Regions from separate parts of the Bicyclus anynana genome. Here region 2 is linked to region 1. The links are chromatin contacts, called in public Hi-C maps. All regions are on one chromosome and are shown on one strand. Each heading gives the region's core, a stretch centred on a gene start, on an enhancer-like site or on the middle of the called end of the contact. The rest is flanking DNA. Distances are from core to core; before and after follow the strand shown. Region 1 has its middle 17 kb from the start of LOC112058450. Region 2 has its middle 27 kb from the start of LOC112058461.

The links. A called contact is a pair of places that touch in the nucleus more often than the background predicts.
Region 2: a Hi-C map of whole larva shows a contact between it and region 1, with 2.0 times the contacts expected there. The contact joins two enhancer-like sites. A contact is called at or near these places in 2 of 2 Hi-C or Micro-C datasets (whole body and whole larva).

What each region holds. Positions count from the first base shown.
Region 1 is chr4:5,574,412-5,578,328 of ilBicAnyn1.1, reverse strand. No RefSeq gene overlaps it. Among protein-coding and RNA genes, the nearest start is that of LOC112058450, 17 kb to the right of the region's middle. Within about 2 kb of position 1,433, at least 6 of the 8 cell types and tissues checked have open chromatin away from gene starts, as enhancers often do.
Region 2 is chr4:5,633,124-5,637,471 of ilBicAnyn1.1, reverse strand. No RefSeq gene overlaps it. Among protein-coding and RNA genes, the nearest start is that of LOC112058461, 27 kb to the left of the region's middle. Within about 2 kb of position 1,586, at least 6 of the 8 cell types and tissues checked have open chromatin away from gene starts, as enhancers often do.

The DNA of each region.
Region 1 (3,917 bases), core at 184-2,683:
TACGCCTAAACCACTAAATCTTTACTAAAAATTCTCTCACCAAAGGAATGCTACATTATTAGTGAGTGGCATCGGCTATATTTTATCCTAAGCCGTTAGACGAATTTGAAGGTACAAATTGGGGAGGGGGGTAGAGTACATAACGTCTTTCTGTATAAAACGCTTATATTAGCTTAACTTGTAACTATGTACGTAAGAAAATCTTGGAATCTTAATTTGACCCACTTCCTGGTCTTCGATTAGGATGAAATGTTGCACACGCTCTGAGTTCTGATGACAATACATGAGACTACCTAAGAAACGTCATTTCAAATCCAATATGGCGGCTTTGCCAAGATGGCGGACTGGCTGTTAGAAATCCACCGCCATGATGGATATCAAATGAAAGGGTTTGCTGTTAGAAACACGAAAAAAAAAGGTTACGTGACTTAAATCTACCCAATCTTGACCCCATTTGTCGAAATTGCCTCAACGTTTACTTCTTTTCCTGTGTGAACCGTCACTAGTCAATGGAAGAGCATTTACCGCGACCAGTGCGTACCATTTTAATAATCGCCCACGATTTTTACGCACCTACTTCATCCATTATTAATGTGACTGTGTGAACGTAATACTTAGTTGCGTGTTATTTAATTTAGTCATGGATACATTGTTTTTCCGTTCGCTAATTACCGCATAGGCATTCTTGTTGTGGATATCACGGCACGGCCTATCTATAGGCATGTAATAAAGCTATGCGCAAAGAGTATATAATCACTACGTTCTATATTATAGCTATGCGTGACTTAATATTTATATACTAGCTGTGACCCGCTGTATACCTCGTGGAACCGTAACCGTTGGAATATCAGTATAAAAAAATAGTTAAATTATTCTATTATTGTGAATAATATTCATGAGCTATTCGAAATACAGATTTAGACTGATCAGGAATATTATAGACTATTGAGTAGACGATGTTTTTCCTTCACAGTTTGAGACACACACGTGATATTTAATTTCATAATATACACACAACTGAAAAGTTAGAGGTGCATGCGCGGACCGGATTCGAACCCACACCCTTCGAAAGCAGAGGTCTTATCCACTGGGCTATCATGTGTCTTGAAACATTCACTAATTATAAACAATTTTTTTAAGCAAGTGTAGGTACCTGTTTAAAAAGTTATTAAAATTGTTAATACTTAGTGAATGTTTCAATATGTTACAATTAATTAATTTTTTAAGATTATGGTAGGTCATAACCTTGAAAAAATTCCAAAAACGCATCAAAGAGTCCAATTGCGTAGGTTTCAAAGCAATATCTACCGGTAAAAATAAATCATAAGTGTATTTTCATGTTTCATTGTAGTTGTGGGAAGAGAGCCGACTTGTGAGCTGTGAGTGAGCTCGAGTTATAGAATACCGTGCAGCATCAAACACGACGGGGTGAACGACCGTAATTACCGCAACCGCATCATTACTGGAATAGTATATTTATCCGCGCCAGCCTTTCCTATCTTGTAGGTACCTACTTTGATTTATAATTTTGTTGGAATCAATCACATCACACTAATATTATAGAGGCGAAAGTTTGTGTGTAAGTGTGTAAGGGTGAAAGTGTGTAAGGAACAAACATACTTACACAAGTGTGAGAGTATGTTTGTTCCTTTTTTACGCTGCAGCTACTGAAGCGATTTGGCTGAAATTTGGAATGGAAATAGATTTTACTTTGGATTAACACATAGGCTACTTTTTTCGTTTTCCCGTGGGATTTGTAAAAAACTGAATTCCACGTGGACGAAGTTGCGGGCGTCCGCTAGTATTTCATCATTACAATGCAAGAAGGGTTATGTTTTTCGCGCGTATCTTGTATGTATGTAATATTATAGACCAATAGCCATCACGTCCATGCTCTGCAAGGCTATGGAACGGGTTATTAATGGCAAGCTCCTTGCATACCTAGAGGAAAACGACCTCTTGTCTGATCGGCAGTATGGCTTCCGTACGAACCGGTCTACTGGTGACCTTCTGGTGTATGCTACACATACTTGGAGCGAAGCCATTGAGAAACATGGGGAAGCACTTGCCGTATCCCTTGACATCTCAAAAGCTTTTGACCGGGTCTGGCACGTCAGTCTTCTCAGTAAGCTCCCTGCGTACGGAATACCCGCTGATCTCTGCTGCTGGATATCTGATTTCCTGAGGGAACGGTCATTTCGAGTAGTCGTTGATGGCTGCTCTTCTGACTTATTGGATATCAATGCCGGTGTACCTCAGGGATCTGTTCTTTCCGCTACTCTTTTTCTGCTGCATATCAACGATCTGCTCAATCCCGGTATCTTTGGGTATGCAGATGACAGCACTGTGTCGGAGAGTTACACATCTAGCCCTAGAGCCAGCGGTGCTGAGATTCTTGAGCTCAGAGAGGCCTTGGTCGACCGCGTGAACAAGAACCTGAAGATGGTGTCAGATTGGGGTGATGCCAATTTGGTTAAGTTCAACGCTACCAAGACTCAGGCATGTCTATTTACTGCGAAAAGGAGCCCTTTCACCCTGGCTCCCACTTTCCAGAGTATATCTGTTCCAATTAGCGATCAAATTGAGCTCCTGGGTATTACCATCTCATCCAACCTCAATTTCGGGAAATGCATCGAATCAAAAGCTGAAATTGCAGCCAAAAAACTGGGAATCCTGAATAAGGTCAAGCGGTACTTCACACCCCAACAACTTCTCACCCTCTACCAAGCTCAAGTCAGAACTTGTATGGAGTACTGCAGTCACCTTTGGGATGGTTCTGCAAAATATCAGCTTGATGCATTAGACTCGATAGATCGCCGCGCTAGAAGGATAATTGGTAATGAACCGTTGACACAGGCGAAATTGCAGACCTTGCAACATCGTCGCAATGTAGCTTGTCTGTCGGTTTTTTACCGGATATACTTTGGCGAGTGTGCTCAGGAACTTCACCATCTAGTTCCTCCTTCCCCTTTCTACCACAGAACAGCAAGATGTCGCAAACGGTGGCATCCATATATTGTGGATGTCCAGGCAACTCGTACGAAAAGATTTGCATCTACATTTCTAATTCGTACAGCAAAAATTTGGAATGCCCTTCCGGCGTTTGTGTTTCCTGACAAATACAATTTGGACACCTTCAAAGCTAGAGTGAATAGGCATCTTCTAGGTAAGCGCGCTCCAACTTAGACCGCATTAATGCTTACCATCAGGCTTAATTGTAGTCAAGCGCTGGCCTATATTGCATAAAAAAAAAAAAAAAAAAAAATTCTTTATTAGGTACCTCATATCTTCCAAACTGCTTAACGCAATTAAGATATCGTTAGATTTGTCTTAATAACCCAAGTGTTTTTAAATACTTAGGTGATATTAAAAAAAAAACTAACACGACGACTGCGAGACGCTATCGACTCGAGGTGAAAAAAATTTTTTTTTTCGAATGATATCATCAAAAGGATACGCCGGTAGTGTGGTATCCCACCAGCCATACCTGGACCAATTAAGAAAACCTTAATCGGATCGAACCCAGGACTCTTTCTTGTAAATCCGTCCAACTACTTCTTCTTCCCTCTCTCTTATATGGCTTCGATTTTGGACTATATTTAGAGGCCTTTAGGTATAATTTTCTTTACCAATAATTCGAAATCTGTCAAAGCAAAATTAGCCAGTTTTTAAGTGAAATTTTCTACATGGTTGTGCGTCCTTTTATTATATGAGTCAATGCTTGGAGCTTATATTTACCACGCTGCTCTAATGCAGGTTGGCCTACATAAAATGAAGTAATTTTATTATAATTGCAACATTTACGCTTCTATAACTGTCACAATTGTTTTATTGTCTGTAGCTATTGTTTTCTAATTAAAAAAAAACCATTAGGTATCTTTTTCCATTCATTGCGGTATCATTCATCTTCATTGTTA
Region 2 (4,348 bases), core at 337-2,836, 59 kb before region 1:
CACCAACTTCCTAACTCGGAAAGTACTGCACTAAAATTTTGTTGAACTACAGCCTGGCCGAGGATTTGAACCCAGAATCTCGTGATTCTACATGGGCTAGCCATTGGAGTGACCAGGTTCCAAATGAATATACAAATGTATGTAGTCATCGGTCGTAGATCGTTAGATGGGCCTCAAAACGTCGCGGAATTGTCATTGGTTTCGCACATTGAGTACGTCATCACTCGTAACACATTTCTCTTTAATCATAGTTGTGGCTTGTGTTTTTACACTTCCAAAATAAACACGAAGGCATAATTAAGGGATTAAAATAAAATAAAAACAGTAAATATTTTTTTCAGTCCACGTCCACTCACCGCATGCGCTTGTTAGTACTAAGACAAGATGTGCGTGCACGTCTTTGGGTAATGACATAAAATTGTGCGTTTTTAGTATGGAGGGGCCCATCTAACGATTTATATCGATGTATGTAGTAATGAATTTCAATGATCGATATGATTGGATACACGATTCATTCCATCAAACTTTCTTGAGCCTGATTCTTCGTATCATGTTCAAATCAGTAAAAGCTTTTTTTTTATTGTAATTTGTAGTCATTGTATTTGTATTGAACTCTTCACATCTGTAGTCTTTTTATTGTGTGGGTACCATTTTCAATTAACTTCTGCATTGTGTGATGTAAAATGTATCCCTTGTAACTAATAAAATTTAAATTAAGTGTTCTATTTGAATTTATAATTAAATTTATTTCATTGTGACTGATTGAAGATATAAAAAAAATATCTGTTATTATAAAAATAAAAAAAAAAATAGCCTTTATTCTCTGACTTTGATTACATATATTATTTTCCTATTTTCTATTACACCATCGCAGTCAGGTTGTCCTTCGACATAGGCCTCCTCTGTGTGACTGAGCTGAGTGGCAAAGTCTGGACTTTGCCACTCAGCTCGGTCTCTGGCCAGAGTAATATGTTATTAATTAACATTAAATATTGTTAATTTAATATTATATTTATTTGTTGATTGGTTGATGGATAAAACAATTGGGTGATAGGTTCACCACATATCTAAAACTGATATGAAAAAAATATTCGTTTTGAAAATATTCATAGGGTAACCAAGTTATACTTTTATTTCGATTTTTCAAATTCTTTCTTAAATCGTTTGAAGAAGCTTTGCAATATTTATTTTTAACTAACTTAAAAAAGGAGGAGATTTAACGTTCGGCTGTATATGTATGTTTTATAATTTTTTTATGTATGTCCAGCGATATTTCCTCTGTAGAACGATTTCAAAAATTATTTTTTTGGCATAGGAGCATTGGCGGTTACAACAGCAATCACATACCTACACTTCGACAGTCCGTCAATCTAAAATCAACATCACAGTAAACTTGTATAGTCAACCCAATATGAATCCGATTTCAGACAAGCAAAGCAAATCGCTGGTTAGGTATCTATAGAGTATCAGTTAATTTGGCATTTCATTACTTGCAAAATTTCCTTCCACGCTATACGCCTCGTGTTTCCACCGGTCAGCACTCAGTATATGGTGTTGTAACTTGTGCTAACATAAGCACATGACTCATTTGCCTGATTGTATTGTTACAGCGTGTTTTTACTGACGTAAGTAAATGAAATTGATGGATTTCTCATTGAGTTTGCAACTGATTTTGCCGGGTCGCATGTTCTTGGGAATTCTTGTGTGCAGATTTTTGTATGTAGGTACAGTAGGAAACCTGTTTTTCCGGGCTATGGTAATTAATCGTTTTACAAGATGAATCATCTGTGGATGTTGTTAATGTTAAAATATTGACTTACGATTTGGATTTGTCAAGCTCGATTCCCAGATCAGATCAATTCTATCTTTTCTTGGCAAGTTTCGGTCCTTACAGTTTGGCCTGCAAGATTTGATACGAATGAAATGACATTCTGTAAAAGCCACAAAGCGTTAGCTTTAGCGTTCTATGTTCTGTGAAAGCCACAATTATGAATTTAAAGATCTAACTTGGACTTTATCATCCTATCAGCTTTTCAACGTGCGTGATTTGTAGTAGGTAGAATGATCTGGCTTAAAAAAGATTTCATCAGCAGAATCAATGACATTTTATAAATTAACATTACATTATAAATTACATTTATAAATTAACATTACAATTTTGCTGGCATTTATCATAATTCGGGGATTATTCACAGAATTATGGTAAATGCCCATAAAATTATCCTATCTGCCCATAAAATCTTTTTGACCATAAGAATATAATACGTTTAGTATTATATTCTTATGGTCAAAAAGATTGCGCTAGACAGTACAATTAATATGCTTGATGGAAAACAATGAGGTCACATCTGATGAGGTCTAATATGCGACGCGCTTGCTTAGGAAACGCAGACCCTGGAAGGTTATTCCACACTTTAGCAGAACTTAAATGTTTTAATTAGTTAAATAGTTTACGAAGGTACTTTTTATTCTGCAATTCTGCATTTTATAATTTAACTTCTTTCTGTCTCTTCTTTTTTAACAAAAAATTAAGCCTTCACAGTAGAAGTATCTACCTACTAAACGTACTCGTCTATAATAATTTACAAGTGCGTAGTGGTAGATAATGAAAAGTCCCTCTTCAAATTACTCTCAACAGAGTTTGTTTATCAAAGTAAACATTATAGTGGTACCGTTGTTACGACGTTGGTTATATCTCTTTTTCTCTCTCCATAGGTGTATCTAGGATTATTTCCTGGGGTGGGCCTACATGGCTACATATCACTTAACAAAGTCGACACTCAATATGAAAACGTTAGCAATTTTCGTGGACACAGACCTCAGAAACGGTTCGGCTTATTTATTATTTTTTCTTTGTATCTATGGTAGGTGCCAGAAAAAGTCATAATATATTTTTCAAAATATTTATTACTTATAGGATTTTCTTTATTATAAGTTGTAATTGTTATTATTTGATATTATAAATGATATTTTCTGTAAAAATAGTAGTATTTCGGCGTTCATCATAGAAATTCAAATCGGTAGCCCAGTATCCTAGGGTGGGCACTGGACTATTCTAGGGTGGGCCCGGCCCACCCGCTATATTATACGCCTGTGTCTCTCTCTGTCTCTGTGGTAAAATGTCACTGCACTCCCCGATCTACAATCGAATCACTTGGCCCATAACAGCGGCTCGTACAATTATTGTGCACTAAAAAGCGTCTACAGCGCTGTTTACGCGTCGAATCTAATTTTCTCCGAAGGCGGTCCGCAATCTAGGATCATTATTTTCGCAAAGACAAATCCATTTCTGCCGCTGTACGTGACTGGGGGGTAATGAGGGGTAATGACAGCCGCCATTACGTGGAGCTCTCGGCACTCGGCGTTTGCGAGGTTTATTCGCACTCGCTGCTCGACATTCCTTTGATTTGCTTTTGTTATTTCTTCATTGAAAGAGCTTATCAACGCTTACAATGAAACCTTTACGGGTTTTAAGAATAATTCAAAAATGTGAAAATTTTGACCTTTGACCTTAAATAACAGTTTTAAAAATAATCTTCTAAAGCACCCATGGGATCGCTGATAGATTTTGGCACCTTGTTTCTGACGTACAATTGGTCTCAATTCAGCATGGTCGGAGTATTTGTTGCTGATGATCGCGACGTTTAATTTGATCGGAATCAGACTAACTGTCTGCAACTTTACCTAAATGTTAAGTATAAATAAATGATAAGTACAGTCACAGGTGACTTCTACGTTCGCTGTAAGTACCATTGATTAAAAATCATCTTTTATTTGTGATTTTCCTTTACATAATTTACTTACTCGAGTGAATAGGATCAAAATATCGTCCCCGCTACAATATTATTTCCTGTAACCTGTAGCCGCAGGCAATAAAGAAACATGAATTGTTGAAACATTACAATAGGCTAACTAACCTACCTACAAATAAATCTATTAAAATATAGCATTATTAGGAAAAAGATAAATTTATAGATAATTTATAAATAAAGGTATAGGTAGCGGCTTGTAACTTGACTTATGCACAAAAACACATTTCGTATATTAGCGATATACGGATGAGTAACCAGTAGCAACTCCTTGCCGACATTCATCATCATTAGGTGCCTTCTTCCAGCTGAAGTTTGGCGGTCATGTGTAGAAAACTCTTCCGGTCTTTTGCAATATTTTTACGCTGTGTGTATGTTAACTTGGTCCACTCTTTGACATCATCTATCCACTTTCTTCGCTGACTTCCTGGAGCACGTTTTTCGGGTATCTTACCTTGCCGACATTACAATTTCACATCTTTTATGTACTGGATAACCAGTAACCATGACTAACTGCCATTTTGGTTTAACTTACTTGC